Regions from separate parts of the Ovis aries genome. Here region 1 is linked to region 2. A link is a contact called in public Hi-C data. All regions are on one chromosome and are shown on one strand. The core of a region is the stretch at or near the end of the contact, and the rest is flanking DNA. Distances in the headings are between cores, read along the strand shown.

Evidence for each region. A called contact is a pair of places that touch in the nucleus more often than the background predicts.
Region 1: a contact with region 2 is called in a Hi-C map of tail adipose tissue, with 5 times the contacts expected there. The contact joins the enhancer-like site here to the promoter of SOCS1 in region 2. A contact is called at or near these places in 2 of 16 Hi-C or Micro-C datasets (omental adipose tissue and tail adipose tissue).

The regions. Positions count from the first base shown.
Region 1 is chr24:10,546,732-10,551,091 of ARS-UI_Ramb_v3.0, reverse strand. LOC105604659 reads left to right here. Exons shown (of 70, transcript XM_060405888.1): 70 at 1,023-1,705. The coding sequence ends at 1,027. Among named protein-coding and RNA genes, the nearest start is that of RMI2, 38 kb to the right of the region's middle. Within about 2 kb of position 1,386, at least 8 of the 54 cell types and tissues checked have an H3K27ac peak or open chromatin away from gene starts, as enhancers often do. A contact at or near this core is called in tail adipose tissue, where this site is marked.
Region 2 is chr24:10,434,905-10,439,124 of ARS-UI_Ramb_v3.0, reverse strand. SOCS1 (suppressor of cytokine signaling 1) reads left to right here and starts at 1,982. Exons shown (of 2, transcript XM_042239945.2): 1 at 1,982-2,098; 2 at 3,772-4,220. The coding sequence starts at 2,023.

The DNA of each region.
Region 1 (4,360 bases), core at 137-2,636, 110 kb before region 2:
CAAACATCAGGAGCAGGTTGGCAAGGAGACAGGCACTCTTGTCTCTGCTTTTAATTCGTATTATATTGATGAGCCCATCACACAGAGACCAGAAAAAGAAAGAAACAGAGATTGAAACTCACCTGCTAGAACTTCCCCAGTGGTCCAGAGGCTAAGACTCTGCATTCCCAATGCAGAGGGGCCCGGACTCAATCCCTGGCCAGGAAGCTAGATCCTGCATGCTGCAACTAAAGATCCCGTGTGCCACAACCAAGATCACAGATCCAGTGTGCTGCAGCTAAGACCCAGCACAGTCAAAATTAATAAATATTTTTTTAAAAATTTACAAACCTGCTGATGGCGTCTTGCTCAGAGAGGTGCAGAGGATCTGCCTGGGTCTGTGACTCCTAAATTAAAGAGGTCCTTGCTTCAGAGTGAACTGGAGATCCCAGGGGTAAGGCTGTGGCTCTTTCTAAAAGTGCAGAGAAGTCATCCAGAGGTCACTGAGTGTTCCAGAAACATCTGAATATCCCTACTGCTTTCATGACCTGGATACCCTCTCTCCATCAGGATTCAGCTCCTGAACTCCCCCTTCACCAACTGACTAGATAGCTTAGTCGTGTCTGACTCTCTGCGACCCCCTGAACTGTAGCCCACCAGGCTCCCCTGTCCATGGGATTCTTTAGGCAAGAACACTGAAGTGGGTTCCCTTCTCCAGGAGATCTTCCTGACCCAGGGATCAAACCTGCATCTCCTGCATTGCAGGCAGATTCTTTTACCCACTTACCCACCACCTTTGGGTACATCATCTGTACTCCCAAAGTATCAGGTGCTGGGGTCCAGTCCTCTCCCAGGCTGGGAACAATCTCCTCATTAAAAGGGGGAGATACCCTTTTAATGGGGGCCACTTGAGGCCTGACCCTGCTGGGCCTGTGGTGTGCCAGGGGCTGTAACAAGAGCCCCCAGCTTGATTCCAGGAAACAGGGAGTTCCCTGTCCTCTGGGTCCACAAAGCATTATACTTCTCTCCCCTTTTCTCCGCAGTTTGAGATTCTGCCTGAGCCAGCACCAGGCTTGCCAAAGATCTGAGACTTCCTCTCCTTCTGCCACAATCCCATCTCATCCAGCTACAATCCCATCTCATCCAGCAAGGTCAAGATTCTTGTCTGGGGCAGAATGATGAGCACAAAATACCAGCAAGTCAGAGAAGATCAGGACTGAGATGGATCCAGGAAAGAAGGGCTGTTAGTGATTTTGAAATGCCTCCGGGGGCGACGGAGCCCTCACTGGTCTGGATAATTCTCCGTCCCCCTCAACACCTGCCCTGTGATCCAGGAGACAGCCTGGCCCGCCGGTTCCGCTCTGGAGAGGGAATGCCGCTTCGGAACTGTTCTCGCCTGCGATATTTCTTCACTCGTCTGGCTGCCGTTTCTGAAGCCTCTGCTGCATGAGTCAGGCTGCCCCAGGTCTTCCTAGCTTGGGATTGGCTTCCCCTGAGGCATGAGGTTCCTTGAGGGTAACGGATGGTCCCAAATCCCTTAATCAAAGCCTGGTTGGGGGCTTCCCTCTTGGCATAGATCCTGTTTCCAAGGCTGAATGTTCCGGGGGACCGGTTTCCACGGACCTGTGCTCTGGGCATTCAGCCCCCAAGGGTACAGCCTGCAGAGTTGTTCACTTCCTTTGGGGGAAGGCGTTGCCCTTGAAAAATTAAAGCTAGCAGAATCCAAGCACACGTGTGTTAGATTGGTGGAGTTGGCTGTTTCACTGGAGGGATGGGGTGGACCGGGGAGGCGTGGGTGGCTGTGAAACCCGCTCACCAGTAGGGGGCTCCCAAGACACCCTCTACACCGAATCAAGAGTCCAGAGCAGTGGGTGAGCTGTCAGCCCTGAGGCTCGGGGCTACCAGAAAGCCAGATGCCAGTGCTCAGCTGTCCTTGGCCTCCCCACATGTAATCCTTGGCACATAGCAGGTGCTCAGAGAAGTTTAGAAAGAGGAACTCAAGAGGGTTTTAGACTTTCCAGCAGGGGATGCAAATGGGGGATGTGGTCCTGCTCATTCCCACACTCTGGAGGTGGTGCTGTGTTGCCATGGGTATTACAACCAGAAGACTCCAGAGCCCAAGCTCTGCTCTTCAAAACACGTTTGCTCTTCCCTCTGACTTTATAATAACCCAGTGAGGTGTGGACGATCCCTGAGTGCCAGAAGCAGCAGCGGCAGCAGGCTCAGAGAGCCCAGGGCACGTGCTCAAGGTCACACGACTAGCAGGTGGCCAGGCTGGCGCTGATCTGGGCCCGTCTGCCCCACCACAACCATTTGCCTTCCACTTCACGGTGGCCTTGGACAGTCTATAGGCATACCTCATGTCTTTGCCATTTGCAGACACTGCATTTTGGGGGCTTGGAGGGGTTGTTTACATTTTACGGATGGAAGGTTTGCAGCAGCCCCGTGTTGAGGAAATCTGTCAGTGCCATTTTCCTCAGAGCATCGCTCATTTGGTGTCTCTGTGTCACATTTTGGTAATTCTCATAATATTTCAGACTTTTCCATGATTATTGTATGTGTTACGGTAATCTGTGATGTTACTACTACAACTAGCGTTTTTTAGCAATAATTAAGATATGTACATGCTTTTTTTTTTTTTAGAAACAATGGTATTGCACGCTCAATAGACTACAGTATAAACATAACTATTATAAGCAGTGGAAAGCCAAAATGTTCCTGTGACTCACTTTATGTCAGTGGTCTGGAACTGAACCCAGACATCACCAAGGTGTGCCTGTAGTCTGATCTTTACAAAAGAGTTAAATGAACTTCAGCTGTATCCCAAACCATAATGTGGAATGCTTGTTCATTTTTTTCTAATAGGCATCAAAACAGGGACTTCCCCAGTGGTCCAGTGGCTAAGACTCCACGCTCCCAATGCAGGGACCTGGGTTCAATCCCCCTGGTCAGGGAACTAGGTCCCACGTGCCACAACTAAGAGTCCGCACGCATGCTAAAGATCTCACATGCTGCAATGAAGATTGAAGATCCTGTGTGCCCCAACTAAGACCCGGTGCAGCCAAATAAAAAAGATTTTTTAAAATTATAAATACAAGGAAAAAAATAGGCATCAAAATGACCCAAAAGCCATTCTGCCTGAGCAGAAATGCACCCACTGAGGTGCTATGTTGGGCCTTGGAACTTGGCCCTGGAGGAGGAGGGAAGGGGGTGATGGAAGGCAAACCTCTGGAATGCAGGGGCCTGAGGAGGCTGGAGATGGCTACGCTCACACTTTACAACCACCTGTAGGTTTCTAAACCTGTGCAATGGCTCAGGGATTTCCGGCCCAGAAAGGAAACTGCAGAAAGACTTGCCAGCCTGCCTCCCTGCCCTGTCCCTCATACACTGACCTGGAACCTAGCAGTGGGCTGGGGGCACAGGGGCCCCCAGGACGGAACACAGATCCTCCTTCTCCAGGCTGATTCAACAGCAATACTTGGCGGTCTGTAGTGTGTGTGGGTGTGCATGCACATGTGTGGCATTTAGAAAAACAGGGAAGGATTCCATTAAAAATTACCTATAAATAGCCCATGAGCCACAACTATGGAGCCTGTGCTCTAGAGCCTGGAAGCCACAACTACTGAAGCCCGTGCACACTAGAGCCTGCGCTCACAGCAAGGGAAGCCACGGCAATGAAGAGCCTGCGCGCCACAGCTAGAGGAAAAACAAAACACCCATGCAGCAACGAAAGCCTAGCATGGCCAAAAAAAAATTTTTTTTAATACCTATAAATGTTTATACCTACAGCCAGCTAAGAGCAGGTCCAGGTAAATTCCTCTGAAATTGACTCTCCATGAGATAATCTGATAAAGCGTCAGAGAAGGCAATTCAAAAGTAGAAAAATACAGCTGACAAGTAAACATTAGGCAGAACATTTAACAAGACTAGAAATCAAATGTGAATGAGAACAATAATCATAACCCAATTTATTACATTATAAAACAGATACATGATTAATAATACCCAGAACTGTTGAGGCTGTCAGCAAAACCCCTCCTCTCAAATTCTGTAAAGGGCAGTTTCAGTTACGAACAACCTCAGTAGCAGGTTTTGAAAGTCTTAAAACCATTCTTTCCTTTGACCTAATAAGCCCATTCCCGGGCCTTTATCCAAAAATGAGGGAGTGAAAGGAGACAAATGATTCCAAAAGATTTCAAAATAATTTTATTACTCAAGATAATAAAAATTAAAGCCAGCCAACAGGGAAAAATTTTTTAACTTGTATTGCAAACACTATCTTGAACTCATTTGTCAAAAAGTTCAGCATCAGGCAATGTCTTAACATAAAAAAGAATTAGCTTCCAAGTAAAGCGGAAGAGTGCATAAAAATCTGTAATAA
Region 2 (4,220 bases), core at 733-3,232:
GAGGAGGAGGTCCTAGTGCTCAGGAATAAGAGGGAACTCTTCGAAACAGCCATCTGGGCTGTCAATGAGTGGTAGGGGGCATATGGGCCATCAGACATAGATCTGCTCTGGGCAAGGAGACATGCTGGCAGGAAGACAAGTCACGCAGGAGCCAGCCCAGCCTGGCTGCCTTCTCTGGGCCTGGACCACCCGCCTCCAGCTCGAGTGAGAAGGAGGTGCTGTGTCTCCCCGCTGCCAGCAGCCAGGGGCCTGGTTAACCCCCATGCAACGCTCTCCTTTCACTCCACCCATGCTGTCTATGGCCTGCTTTCCTCGCACTAGGACTTCTAACATGAAGCCATGAGCTCCAATATGCTGTCACAGCTGCTGACGGCCGCCGATGAACAACAGCAGCAAAAGCAATCACCTACTGAATGCCTCTGATGCACCAGGGACTGGTGTAAGCACATGACCCCTAATCACTCTTTTAATCCCCACACTCTGAGGGAGATGTTATTACCCCCTTCAGAGATGAGGAAACCAGGCAAGGGAGTTAATTACACGTCCAAAGTCAGAGGGACAGAAAGTTGCAAAATTAGAATTGGAAACTAGGCAGACTGCGGCCAGAGTCCAGCTTCCAACCACTGCTTTGTGCTGCTACCCATTGCAGGGCAGCCCCCCGCAGGCGCTCCGGGCTGACCACAGCACCCGAACACTGGCACAGGCATGGCTCTGCACCTTCTCATGCCCTTGCACACACACACACACACCCCCAGGACGACCACATCAACGACCAACATCAGCTGCTGCCAACACACACACACACACACACGCACAGACACCCCCCCCCAGGGACGACCACATCAACGACCAACATCAGCTGCTGCCACACACACACACACCCCCAGGACGACCACATCAACGCCCAACATCAGCCGCTGCCAACACACACACACACACACACACACGCACGCACACACCCCCCCCCAGGACGACCACATCAATGACCAACATCAGCTGCTGCCACACACACACACACACACACACACCCCAGGACGACCACATCAACGACCAACATCAGCTGCTGCCAACACACACACACACACACACACCCCAGGACGACCACATCAACGACCAACATCAGCTACTGTCACACACACACACAGACACACACACACACCCCAGGACGACCACATCAACGCCCAACATCAGCCGCTGCCAACACACACACACACACACACACACACACACACGCACGCACACACCCCCCCCCCAGGACGACCACATCAACGACCAACATCAGCTGCTGCCAACACACACACACACACACACCCCAGGACGACCACATCAACGACCAACATCAGCTGCTGTCACACACACACACAGACACACACACACACACACACACCCCAGGACGACCACATCAACGACCAACATCAGCTGCTGCCACACACACACACACACACACACACACACACACACCCCTAGGACAACCACATCAACGACCAACATCAGCTGCTGCCACACACACACACACACACACATCCCTAGGACGACCACATCAACGACCAACATCAGCTGCTGCCACACACACACACACACACACACACACACACACACACACACCCAGGACGACCACATCAACAACCAACATCAGCTGCTGCCACACACACACACAGACACACACACACGGATTCCGGGAGACAGTGGGATCCTACACAAGGTGGGTTCTGGGCCATGCTCTTGTGTTCACCAGGAAACACGGGGATCCTGGGCTCTGCCCGGGGTCAGGGGAGGAAAGCGCCAGGGAGGCTGGCAGGAGGACCTGGCGCCAGGGCTAGGAGCCAAGCGGCAAAGCTGCGCTGCGGCCTGAGAGTTGCCTGTAGAGGGCAGTGTGTGCCAGCATTGGGCAGGACCCTGCCAAACCTAGCTACTCCGCCTGACCCCTCCAGGCTGTGAGATTCACCACCCACCAGCCGGCCCCCAAGCTCATTTGTTCTTTCTTTCGTTCAGAAATACATGTACTAGCTAGGCACCTACTCCATGCCCTTCTATGACAGACAGCATCATACACAAACGAACAAACCGTTACGGGTACCCCATCATTCCAAGACCCGAGGTATGAGTGTGGGGAGGGAGCAGCTGGGGGCAGGGGGGTGGGATCTGTAAGAGAGGAGGGAGGAAGAGGAGGGGCTGGCCAGGAAAGCTCAGAGTAGGCTTCTGCAATGATCACATCTGAAAATGAACTCTCTTTCCCCTGGGCTCCAAAGTGCATTTAGAGGTGCCCAGTTGCTCCCTTCTCTCCCCCAAATAAAAGCGAGCAGGGTGTGCCTCGTTTGGAGCTCCCCCTCTGCCAGTCACCGGGCCTCAGTTTCTCCAGCTATCTGGCAGGAGAAAAGGCAGGCCAAGGCCGCCGGGGACCTTGCCAGGCCCCACCCGGTTTCCAAGGAACTGGGCTCGCAGTCGAGGTACCCCTCCCGCGCAGCCAAAGGGTTCCTCCGAAGCCTGTGGTCAACCCGCCGCTTCCTGGGAACCCTAAGACAAGACCAGGGACAGAGACAGGCAGGGAGGGATGCGGATGCGGCCATCTAGAGGCTCCAGGACGAGGGGGGGCAGGGCGATGGAGGCAGCAGTCCCGAGGGGTCCCAGGTGAGACCCCAGGATAGGGTGGATGTGTCCGGCTCCAGAGTAGAGGACAGAGGTCTACCAGAGATGGGTGCTGAGACACCTGGCGGAGGTGACTGGTGTGTCAGGGCCAGTCCGGAGTATCCTAATGGGCTTGCCTGAAGAAATCTGCGACCGAAGGCAGTGGGGGCACCGGAGAGCCGCCAGGTCCGAAAGGGAGGGTGCTGAGAAGTGCCCCGGAGATTCAAGGGCAGTGCTAGAGACCTTGACAGACCGGTCCTAGACAGGTGCGAGGCTAGGTCAGGGCTGGGGGACCTCCCCGAGGAGGGGTCCCGGATTTGTGGGAAAAGTCGAGTAGCGCCCGCCACCGCGGTGCGCAGAAAAAGAAACCGAAAGTGGCGCGGAAGGGCGGGCCTGGAGGGGGCGGAGCCGGCAGGGGCGGGGCCTCGCAAGCCCCAAGCCTCAGAGCCGGTTTAAAAGACTGGTGCAGGGGCGGGCGCGCAGCAGAAAGAGCTGCGGCCGTGGCAGCTGCACGGCTCCCGGCCCCGGAGCATGCGCGAGAGCCGCCCCGGAGACCCCCGCCGCCCCGCCCGCGGCGCCCCGCGCCCCGCCGCCAGGTGAGACGGACGCTGGGCGACGAAGCTAGAGGGAGAGGGGAGGAACGCACGGGACCGCCCGGGGCCGGGGCGGCCTCGGGGGCTGCGTGGTGGGGTCGCGGCCGCCACGCCCCTGGCCCCTGCGGGCCCCAGCCTGGCGGACCCCGCGCTTGGGGTACCCGCAGCGCCGCTTTCTCCTGCTTTTTTGCCCGAATCGCCCGGACGAGGCGCCCGTTCCCGCCCTGGCCGGCAGGCGGCAGCCGCGGGGCGGTGAGCCGAGGACCCGGTGGCCCGAGTCCGGGACAGGCTTCTGCTCGGCGCTTCTCTCCACGCCCCCTTCTCGACTCGGACTCGGAGGCGGCACAGCGCGCCGCCGAGCTCCCACCCGCCAGCAAGCCCATTTTCTAGATGAGTCCACTGAGGCTCAAAGGGCCGCGCGGACGCAGGCTTGAGCCCTCGGCCCTTTAGGAGCGGCTCAGCCCAGGGCCCCGCCCCTCCCGAGCTGCCTCGCGGGCCCTCACCTGCCCAGTCTCACCCGGACTCCCTGCTCACTGCCTGTCTCCCCCATCAGCGCACCCCCGGACGCTATGGCCCACCCCTCCGGCCGGCCCCGCGTGTAGGATGGTAGCACACAACCAGGTGGCAGCCGACAATGCAATCTCTACGGCAGCAGAGCCCAGACGGCGGCCAGAGCCTTCTTCCTCCTCCTCTTCTTCTTCCACCTCCTCGCCCTCGTCCGCGGCCCCGGCGCGCCTGCGGCCCTGCCCGGCGGCCGCGGCCCCGGCCCCCGGCGATACACACTTTCGCACGTTCCGCTCGCACGCCGAGTACCGGCGCATCACCCGCGCCAGCGCGCTCCTCGACGCCTGCGGCTTCTACTGGGGGCCCCTGAGCGTGCACGGAGCGCACGAGCGGCTGCGCGCCGAGCCCGTGGGCACCTTCCTGGTGCGCGACAGCCGACAGAGGAACTGCTTCTTCGCCCTCAGCGTGAAGATGGCCTCGGGCCCCACGAGCATCCGC